Linked DNA regions of Ovis aries: region 1 is linked to region 2. Evidence: chromatin contacts called from public Hi-C data. All regions are on one chromosome and are shown on one strand. The core of a region is the stretch at or near the end of the contact, and the rest is flanking DNA. Distances in the headings are between cores, read along the strand shown. Region 1 has its middle 97 kb from the start of SIK1. Region 2 holds the start of SIK1 (salt inducible kinase 1).

Evidence for each region. Hi-C and Micro-C count contacts between places; a contact is called where the count stands out from the background.
Region 1: a Hi-C map of muscle shows a contact between it and region 2, with 4 times the contacts expected there. The contact joins the enhancer-like site here to the promoter of SIK1 in region 2. A contact is called at or near these places in 5 of 16 Hi-C or Micro-C datasets (liver, muscle, omental adipose tissue and 2 more).

The regions. Positions count from the first base shown.
Region 1 is chr1:264,303,633-264,308,868 of ARS-UI_Ramb_v3.0, forward strand. No RefSeq gene overlaps it. Among named protein-coding and RNA genes, the nearest start is that of SIK1, 97 kb to the left of the region's middle. Within about 2 kb of position 3,954, at least 36 of the 54 cell types and tissues checked have an H3K27ac peak or open chromatin away from gene starts, as enhancers often do. A contact at or near this core is called in liver, muscle and tail adipose tissue, where this site is marked.
Region 2 is chr1:264,206,913-264,212,171 of ARS-UI_Ramb_v3.0, forward strand. It overlaps SIK1 (salt inducible kinase 1), which reads right to left and starts at 2,181. Exons shown (of 13, transcript XM_042237598.1): 1 at 2,048-2,181; 2 at 1,490-1,660; 3 at 918-1,034. The coding sequence starts at 1,645.

The DNA of each region.
Region 1 (5,236 bases), core at 2,704-5,203, 98 kb after region 2:
AAGCTAGGGAGGCTGATGTGACAGCAGTCTAGGGGGGAACAGTCCAAGGGAGGCAGCCCCTGCTCCCCACGCCCCCACCCCTGCCCATTCCACTGGACGGCTGGAGCCACATTTGCAGAGGGCTAGGAGAGAAAGGCTCCATCAAGCTGGATTCAGTCCACACATACATGTCTACACACACGCCCACACACGTGCTCACATACATGCAGGCACACACAACCCCCAGCCCTGCTCAGCACCACATGTTCCACCCAGACCCAGAACCAGACACTCTGGGGACCAGGGCCCTCGAGAGTGCAGGGCTCTGCTGTCCACCACCCTCCTCCCCTGCCTGCAGATCTGAACCAGGGACAGGGAGGAGAGGGGCTGGGACACGGGCCCAGGAGTGTTGCAATAGCCCTTCGTTGCCAACTCAGATATGACGCCAGACGCCAGGACAGGATAGCGTCCACACTCTGCCCTCCTCGTGTTTCCTAAGAATGGATGGCTTGCAGGAAAGATCTGCTAACCAGCTTTCTAGGAAGTGCAGGCCTTGCTGACGTCTGTCTCCGGGAGCGGTGGGGGCCAGTGTTCACAAAAGGCAGAGCCCAGAGAAGCGGGTCCAGGGTGGTGCGATGTTGGAAGCTTTCCCCACCAGGGAGCAGGTCTGCCCCCTCCTGCCCTCGGCACCCACACTCAGATGGGTCCCCCTCCTTCTAGGACACTGCCCTCCATGCCAGCCCTTACTGCCTGCTGGCCCTGAAAGGCCTGTGTCCACCCCTGCCAGCCTCCCACACAGGGCCAGGGGTGCACAGCGGGTCCCTTCTCACCGGTCATAGGGACAGGAAAGGTGTTCATGCCAAGAAGATTTCTGTCAAGAAAGAACACTCCTGTGGGCCTGTTCCCATCACCCTGCAACGCTGACCCGGTCAGAGTGTGTGGCCCAAGGCTTCCAGGCAGCCTGTGATTTCTGGAGAAAGCTCTGGCAGGTGACCTCCCTTCCTGGCCTCCCCGCCCCCTCCCCCCACCCCCCCACCCCCCCAGGAACGACTCAGCCATTCTTCTGTGTGTGTGTCATTCCACGGTGTGTCCCTTCAGGCCAGGTCATTATCCCTACAGCCGAGCCTCAACAGAGCAGCTGCAGGCCATCCATTACACAACCGTCTCAGACATTCCGAACACAAGCCCAGAGTGCATGCCCTCGTGTGCCGACGCCCCCGGGATGGGCTCCCCCCAGAACCATCCTTCCAGGATAAGTGGCCCTCACTTGAATGCAGCACCATTTGCCAGACACAGGGACCCAAGGAGACACCCTGGTGGGAAGTCGAGACACACGAGCTGAGAGGCCAAGCTGGCCCTGAAGGCCATCCAGGCCTGGGGACACTCACGTCCCTCCAAGAGGCACCCCGTCCTCCGAGCTCTTGGCAGAGCCTTGAGCACCCTGCAGAACCTGTGTTCCTTCTGACCCCTAGTTCCTCCGATCGCATACACCAAGGCTCTACCATCTAACTGCCCGATTCAAGTCCCACCCACTCTTCCTAGAAACATGACCTTGGATGCAACATCTAACCTCCCAAAACCTGTTTCCTTGCCTGTGAAAGAATAACTGACAGTTTAGTCATTGCCTGGAAGGTCTGGGGGAGGCGGCCAGGGCCCAGACGCGGCGGGGGATGTGCTGAGCTCAGGGAGTGCGTCTGCCTGGGTCTGACCAGCAGGGCAGCACGGTTAGCCCAGGGCCAGAGCAGAGGCCTGGTGTAGAGGATGCCCAGAGTTTTGGGGGAGTCCCCGGGGAGGAGGGGATGCCGAGATCAGGTCTCAGATGGCCTGCCTATCTGTGCATCTCCTGCCGCCCCTCACTCCAAGTGTGAGCGCTCAAGGGTTCAGGCACACTCCAGCCCCAGCGGGCAGGACAAGGGCGTCTCCTGGACTCCCTCTGCCCCAGGACAAACAGGGCTCACGAGCACACCTGGGATGTTTCTGAAGAAGGCTGAGGAGGGGGGCCGGGGACCAGAGGGCAGCAGCCACACCGGGGGTCCCCGTGGGTCATCTCTACCAGCTGCTGTGACTGGTTCCCATGGCGGGCGGCCCACATGACACTCACTCCTCATAGCCTGGGACGCTGTACATCCGAGATGTGGGGTCTGGTGAGGACCTTGTCCTGGCCCAGAAATGGCCGCTTCCTTCTTGCTGTGTTCTCACCCGGGAGAAAGAGGTCATCTCTCTCTCCAAGGACACTGTCCCGTCACAAGGCAAAGGTCCCACCTCCTGATGCCATTATTTTGGGGGTCAACATGTGAATTCAGGGGGACCCAAACATTCAGACCATAGCAGCGACTAAAGCTCTAGGGCCCCCAAGGAGCTGGGGAGAACGCAACCCAGCACTGTCAACCACCCAGGCTGGCAGCAGGCAGGGCGCACTCGACCCTTAAGTGCTGGCCAGGAAGCCCCAGGGGCCTGTCAAGGAGCCTTGGGAGAGGGTGAAGGGCCAGGCAAGGGGGCACTGCCAGCCACACCTGTGGACAGCAGTGGAGGGAGTGAAGATGAGCCGGGGCCCAAGGCTCAGAGCCTCACCCCACGACAGACAGAGCTGCTCAGGGCAACGCGGAGGAAATCCCTGCTCTGAGAAGCTCGGATGCCAAGCTGGAAATCGCCAGACCCCCAGGAGTCTGTTCGATTGGGAGACAGGGCCGACAGCAGAGACATCGGACGGGTGGGCCTCTGAGGCTGGGCAGCGGTGAGGAGTCAAGTGAATCTCAGACAAGACTCTCCACATGGCTGGGCACAGGCCGGCAGCCAGCAACGTGGCAGGGGCGTGGGTGGGCCACCCTGCTGGTCAGGCTGTGGGGTCAGGGCGTCTGTCCAGTGTCCTCGGGGTCACTGCCTGATGGCAGGCTCGCCCTGCAGGCAGCATCGGCTGCCTCTGACCGCTCGTGTGCTTGGGGCGTTCTAGAGAAATGCAGACAGGCTGCAGCAGGAGCCCAGACAAAATGCACTGGGGAGAAATGAAAACTAGACCAAAAAACACACACGTTCCAAATGCAAAAGTGAAAGCTGACTTGGATGCGACCCGAAGCGGCAGCTTGGCTCCAGGGCCCCACCCCTTTCTGCTGTCACAGTCCTGTCCAACTCTCTGCGAACCCATGGCCTGCAGCACACCAGGCTTCCCTGTCCTTCACCATCTCCCAGAGCTTGCTTAAGTTCATGCCCATTGAGTCGGTGATGCCATCCAACCATTTCATCCTCTGCCACCCCCTTCTCCTTTTGCTTTCAATCCCCATGGAAAACCCCATGGACCGTGTGAAAAAGCCCCTTTCTGATAAATGGCCCCATTTGAGTGATTTTCTAAGAATGAAAAACTGTCACCTGAGGTCACGTTTGTACTTCCCTGGCCTAGTGGGCGGAGACCAGGGGGTGGAGTCGGAAGCAGAGTCCTGTGGGAGGCACGCTCTCCTCCCACACACACTTCCCCCAACCCCAGTCCCCCTCTCCCCTCTTGTCTGCGTCTGGGCCCTAGGAGGGCTGGCCACCCACTGGGAGCCTGGCTGCTGTGGGCGAGAGCCATGTGAACCACCCGAGGGCATCATCCAGCTCTCTTTCAGAGCCACGGCCTCAGGGGATTCCATGGCCTCATGGGACTCCACGGCCTCATGGGACTCCACGCCCTCACAAAAGAGCAGAACCCAATGGAACGTTTGCCTTCCTGTTGAGCACACTTGTCAAGCCCCAGGAACCCGGAGCGGGGCGAGTCCCTTCACCTGCCAGGGGCTCAGGCTGCCCCCCAGCCCCCCAAGCCCAGCCCCTCTGGCCGGCGACATGGGAGCAGTGGCTCTGTCCGCCGCGATGAAGGCTGCCCCTCCCAAACAGGGCAGAGCGTGTCCCGGGCCAAAATGTTCCGGGAGGGCTTGGAAGAGGAAGTGCGTGCCCAGTGGGGCAAGGGTGGCAGGTTCCGGGGAAAGCAGAAGCTATCCTGCCCTCAAGAGCCGATTGTGCAAGCCCAAGGCAGGGCCCCGGGGATCAACAGGCCGAGACGGCGCGTCCTGGTCACAGTTGCTGTGACTAATTGCGGGATAAACAGGAAGGCGCTCCACCTGCCAGAGCCCGGCCAGCGCTCCCTGCGTGGCCACAGCCTCAGGGGCCCTGTGTTCCTGGGCGCTGAGTCTCTCAAGCTGTGACGCCAGCACTCAGTAGGGTGAAGGCGGCATCCGACCCCAGGCAGGAGGGGCCGGCGGGCAGGCAGCTGGGCCTCAAGGCAGACCCTCGCCCCAGAGCGTGCGTCTCCGCCTCCAGCGGCGGGACCTGGTCTGCTCATTTCCCTGTCACTCCCACTACCTGACAACACGTCAGGGCTTTTCTCCGGGCAACTTCCAGGAGCGGGATTTTTCCAGCACAGGTGGGAAGACCAGATTAAGAAGGGGCTTGAGGTCTCAGGACTGAGGGGAGCAGAGCAAGGAGTAGACGGGCTTCTGCCTCAGGCTGCCCTCCAGCCCTGCATACTGATCGCCCTGCTGGGTTCAAGGGGAAGTGCACACCTGACCGCAGAGTTTCTGACCTGCAGGCTCAGGGGCCTGTCATCTGTCACCATCGCCACCCCCTGAAGCCTGGCCCAGGGTCAGAGCACAGTACACTTGGTCCACAGCCAGAAACAGTGAACCAGGTATACAGCCCCAGAGACACAGGTGGTCTTCACTTGCCCGGAGACCTGCAGCCACAGCCCTCCCATACACACACACAAACCCTAGGCCCCACCCACCCTGGGGACACAGAGCAAGGGGGCAGGAGAACAAGTGTCCAACCTGAACCCTAGTCCAGCCCCTTCGGTGGAGGCCCTGGCTCACGATGAGTTTCCTGGGCTCTGCGCTGGAAGCTCCTGACTGCAACGTCAGACAGAAACTAACAACAATCCCTCAGTGACAGGCCCATGCAGACAAAACACGGGTGATGGTCAGCCCCGTGAGCAGTCCCTAACCAGTCTGTGCCACTGACTTGAGGCTGAGGCCATTCCCTGGAGGACAATCTCCAAGGACACTGCTGCTTCTGGATTTTCACCCTTTTACATGCATCCCTTCCACTCCTGGAAAGAAATCTACACCTTGAGGCTTGGGTTTTCTTAATTTGTGGCCAAATTCCTGCCAGATTTCATGGGCTTGGAGACCAGGTATAACAGGGTAGTCAGGGCCAGGCCACCTGCTCATCATCGCAGAGAGGAATGACAAACCCCACACAGATACACACATGCACGTGTGCAGACACATGTATA
Region 2 (5,259 bases), core at 931-3,430:
TCACTGTAACCGAGGGCAGCAGCCTTCCCCAGGGTCACTTCAATCACAGTCCTCTCTCCACCCCGCCTTGCAAACGGCACACACCGCCCCCCCCCCCACACACACACACACACTCTCTATTCATCACGGATCCACAGGGTTTCATGAGACTCCTCAAAAGGAACTTACCCACCACAACTGGGTGAATGCAAAGAACACATCCTTCTGAAGTGGATCTAAGTTCATTCTACGGAAGTGGCTGGCTAAGAAAGAGATTGCTCTGCTGTCCTACTTAAATCAGCACCTCATTTCCAAAGGTACAATTTATTAGTCTTAACAGGAGAACAAAAATAAAGTCACAAAGCAAACCAACAGGCGGCCAGGGTGAGGCGCGTCCTTGATGTGGATTAGATGTCAGGTCCCCTGCTCTCACCTGGGCACAGGTGTGTTATGTCTCCATGTCTGATGGGAGGGTTGAAGCAGAAGAGACAAATGCTCACTGCTGCCTTGGCAAAGGTAAGTTTACAAAAACTGGTAAGAGCAGCTAGTCTTAACGTTTAATAAAAATCTGCCGAGGTGGAAGTGTCTAGACTCAAATTTGTCCTTTCACACTAAATGGCTGACTCTCAGCAATACAGAAATCCGTGTGTTTTGTTTGTTTGTTTTCATAATAAATTTAACAATTGACCTCCGCATCCAAAACTGGAGCAAGTAACAATATCAAATAAAACTTTAATGAAGCAAATCTGGATTATGATCCAAAAGCAAGAAAAAATAAGTGCACAGCTCACAAAAATCAATCTCTTTACCTTCTACAATCAACTCCCTGACTCCCACCCAGTGACACAACCTTCAGAAACTGTAGACTTAAGTTGTTGAAAATTAAAAAATGATACACTTGCCAGAAGTAACAGTGGGACACACACTTGAATCCTTACCTGATAGAGCTTTATAATGTGAGGATGATTCAGAAGCTTCATGATCTGAACCTCTCGATAGATTTTCTCCAAATTGCTTGAATCTAATCGTGCTTTGTCGATTATTTTTATTGCAACCTACAAATCATTAATAAAGGATATTTGCTGAAATAAAACTCTCTGCCTTAAGCTAATTTACACACTTCGTTTTTTGCAGGTTAATTTCTAAAACACTTCATGTCCCCAAAGGTCACAAAAACTTAGGGAGGAAAATAACAAAAGTAGCCCAAAAAGTCAAAGTTTAATAAATGTCTTAAGTCTCTGCAGACTCGTTTTACAGGCTCCAGCTGTACTCCTGGGTATTTGGTCATTATCCTCTTTGCTACTCCCCAGTATTTGTACAAATTACGCATAATCATAACATATCGCATTTTCTTCTTTACCAAACTGATAAAAACTATCAACGTTTCGACCTTGGGACGATGGACCCCACAAGCAGGGATTTCACCAGCTTCCCGGGCTCCAGGGAAAGGGGGTATCCAGCCGCGGAGGGTCCACCCCGGGGTTCCGCGCGCCCCCCCCCCCCCACGCACCTGCGTTTTGGTGACTCGATGCCGGGCCAGCTTCACCACCGCGAAATTGCCCTTGCCGAGGGTCCGCTCGATGTCGTAGAAGCCCACCCGGAGAGGCTTCTGCTGGCCCTGGCCCGAGCCCGCGGGGGCCGCGCTCAACTCGGCCATGATCACCATGGTTCCGGGCCGCACCTGCGGGCGGGGGGCGCGCTCAGCTCGGCGGCTGCAGACCCGACCCCCGGACGCGCGGACCTGCGGCCACCGCCCCCGCCGGCGACTTGCTCCACCGCGAGCCCCGATCCGGGAGCCGTGCGCCCTGCTCCTATGCCCGCCGCCCGCAGTCGGATCCGCTTGGGCTCCGGGTCCCAAGCCCCGCGGGGCGCGTGGACCGCCGCCCGCGCCCGACTCCGTCCTGAACCCTGGACCCTCGCTCCCATGGCCCCCGCTGTCTGCCGCACAACAAAGGGGAAGCCGGCGGCGGCGCCCCGGCCCGAAAACCCCGCGCGCGCACCTGCGGGGCCGCCGAGCCCGCAGCCCCGAGCCCGGCGGCGGCCACCGGCCCACCGGGCCGCGCCTCACCTCCGCCGCCCTCGGAGCGCCGAGGCTGGGACGCCGCTCGCCCCGGGGCCCCCGCCGCCCGCTCGGCCGTTCGCTCTGCCCGGCCGCCAGCTGCTCCGCCGCCTGCCGCCCGGGCCGCGCCGCATGTCAGCTCTGAGCCTGGAGCCGCGCTCTCCAGCCGCACGCGCCGTCCGCCCCGCCCCCGGGCCCGCCCCTGCCTCCCGGGCCCGCCCCGTCACGCCCCCACGCCGCCGACCCCGCCCACGGCGGCCCCGCCCACGCCGCCGCCGCCGGATTGATACATCCCTATTGACGTCCTTTTGACGCCAGAGCGACGCGCGGCCGAGAGCCAGGCGGAGGGAGAGCGGGAGATCGGGCGGTTGCCAAGAGACTGGCGGCTCTGACGCGCGCGCTGATGAGGCCGTCGCCATGGCGACCGTGGGTCGGTGACGTCAGGGGCCCCGGCAGCCTGAGGCCCGCCCGCGAGCGCGGGCGCTCCCGCCGGCGCGCGACCCCTACCGGATGCCTAGGGCGCTGCGGGAGGCTTAACCGTTTCGTCCCCGAGGAGAGACTGCCCTTCCTCATACGGGCACACAGCCGCCTTCGCGCTGGTCCCCCTCTTCTCGCCTCCTCCCAGCAGGCTTGGTTCTAGCGCTGTTCTGAAACTCCTTAAATTTAGCACGGTTGCGGCTGCGTCCTCTGCAGACCCCTACTCCCGGGTCCCCATTATCGGGGTGTGGGTTTCATGTGTCCCCCAGTTTCTTTCGGAAGTGATCGGCCTTGGAGCCACCCTACCAGGTGGGGCCCGGGAAACCTCACAGACGCGCAGAATGTGGCCATACCAGGTGCAGGTTAACAGCAGGCCAGGTCTCACCCCCCAAATTGGTCACCCGGCTCCAGGGAGGAGCCGCCACCCACCAGGGACCCTTCTGAGCGTGGCAGGTACGGACATGGAAGACATGGGCGTCCCACTTCGACTGCTCTTGCTCTGTACTGAAATGTCAACACTGGAAACCGGCCAGCATCTCTGTAACCTACACCAGGGGCCTGAGGGCTGCCAGAGTGCGGTGAGCCCCCAGGGGAGTGGTTCAGCCCACCGGGCCCATTCGCCTCCATCTGAGGTCAGAAGCCAGCTGATGACTGGAGGCAGCCCTTTGCTAGGCTGAAGAAACCTAGCAGGCTGGAGAGAAGAGGAACACCCAGTGAGTTGATTTCTGGGCTGACCTGGGGTCTAGGTGGGAATGGACCCCACTCCTGAAGGACCAGGGTATTGAGAAATCCAGTTAGCAGCACCTTAAATAAGGCCAGTTTCCCTGGTGGCTCAGATGGTAAAGAATCCACCTGCAATGCAGGAGACCTGGGTTTGATCCCTGGGTAGGGAAGACCCCCTGGAGAAGGGAATGGCAACCACTCTAGTATTCTTGCCTGGAGAATTCCATGGACAGAGGGGCCTGGCGGGCTGCAGTGCATGGAGTCCTGAAGAGTCAGACGTGATGGAGTGAGTAACACTTCACTTTCTTTTGACTCAGACCAGGTGCTTTGTATGCAGATGACAAAAGGGCCCTGTACCTTGGGGGCAGGGGTGTGGGTGGGAGGAACAGCCCCTCCAACGGGGCCTACAGGAGGGTCAACAGTGAGCAAGGACTTCATCCCTGGCGAGGCTGGACACCGCAGGTCCCTTGGCCTTGGTTACTTTTGTCTGCTGCCAGGTCCACCATGCTGTCTCCTTGAGTTTCAGTGGGGGAGCGGGCAGGGACCTGTGCCCTCAGGACAGAGGTCAAGGCAGGAGGGACAGAGCATGAAAATGGCAGCAGGTGACAATTTCCGTTGGCGTCACTGCTCAATGCACGTGCCTTTACACCTCTGCGGAGGAGACACTAAGGGAAGACACAGCATAGGGCAAACACTATTTATTAAATATTAGGAAGGCAGAAGACTCTGCCTGCAATGCAGGAGACCTGGGTTCAATCCCTGGGTCAGGAAGATCCCCTGGAGAAGGGCGTGGCCACCCACTCCAGTATTCTTGCCTGGGAGATCCTATGGACAGAGGAGCCTGGCAGGCTACAGTCCACGGAGTCACAAAGAGTCGGACACGACTGAGCGACTCAGCATAGCACCCAACCTGCAATCATTTTCCTTGTGTTCAAGTATGACTTCAGAGGAGAGGGTGGGGAGCAAGAGGTAAGCGAAATGGATACAGAGCTTGGACGCCCTTTGAGGAGGTTTCGGTGCCGGCCAGCTACCCGGTGAGGGTGTCTCATGGAATCGGATGTGCTTCTCTGGTGCCCAATCACAGGCTGGGGCTAACATGTGCCATCACCCCTCTGCCTGGGCACAGTTTGTGGCTTTAGTTTGTCTTGAAAGGCCTTTCAAGGCCATTAATAGTCTCAGCGTTTTCCTTAGTCTTTCAAAATGCCCTCGTCCCAGGTTTATCCATAGAGAATTCGGAGGAATATTCTTCCTCCCAGCTGAGTAGTTTACAACCATGAGTTATTTACAAAGTAGTTTCCTCTCCTTCTCGGGGGTCCGGCACCCTGCTCTAGATCTTGGATGCAGAGGGTGCCGGGAGGATCTCAACCTTTCTCTGCCTGCATTGTCCAGAGAGCAGGCTTGCTGCCCAGGGGGCTGAGGGATAGCCACCCCATGTTGGGCTGTCAGATGGTGGGACCCTCAGGAAGGGCTAGGGGCGGGGTCGGGTGAGCCTGGGCCCAGGGACCTTCTCTGGGGAAGCAGCTTTCAGCTCTTTTGGCTGCAGTTTCCTTTCGGTGCAGACAAAAGTGCTTCCCGACAGCCAGGTGTTTGCTAATGTCGGTGACCTTTCCAAAGACTCTGGCCAGATCTGGGCCTGGGTAGGTGAGAAGGCAGAGGAGCCATTTGTGCGCTGGATGTCACTGGGACGAGCCCGAGGAATGCTCTTGCATGACAGAACGAGGGACAGCAGGTGAGTGTCTGCACGTCCCTGGTGTCTTCTCTCTGCATCTCATTCTCCTGGGAAGAGAGGAGCTCAAGATGTCCGTATCTATGCCTGCATATAGATAGACATAGATAATACAAGCATAGACATAGATACAGGTATAGATAAGAGATGTAGATACGTCGTCGCAGAGTCAGGGGAAACAGATTTCTTTTCCATTTGGAGTTTCTTACTTTGGCCACCTCATGCGAAGAGTTGACTCATTGGAAAAGACTCTGATGCTGGGAGGGATTGGGGGCAGGAGGAGAAGGGGACGACA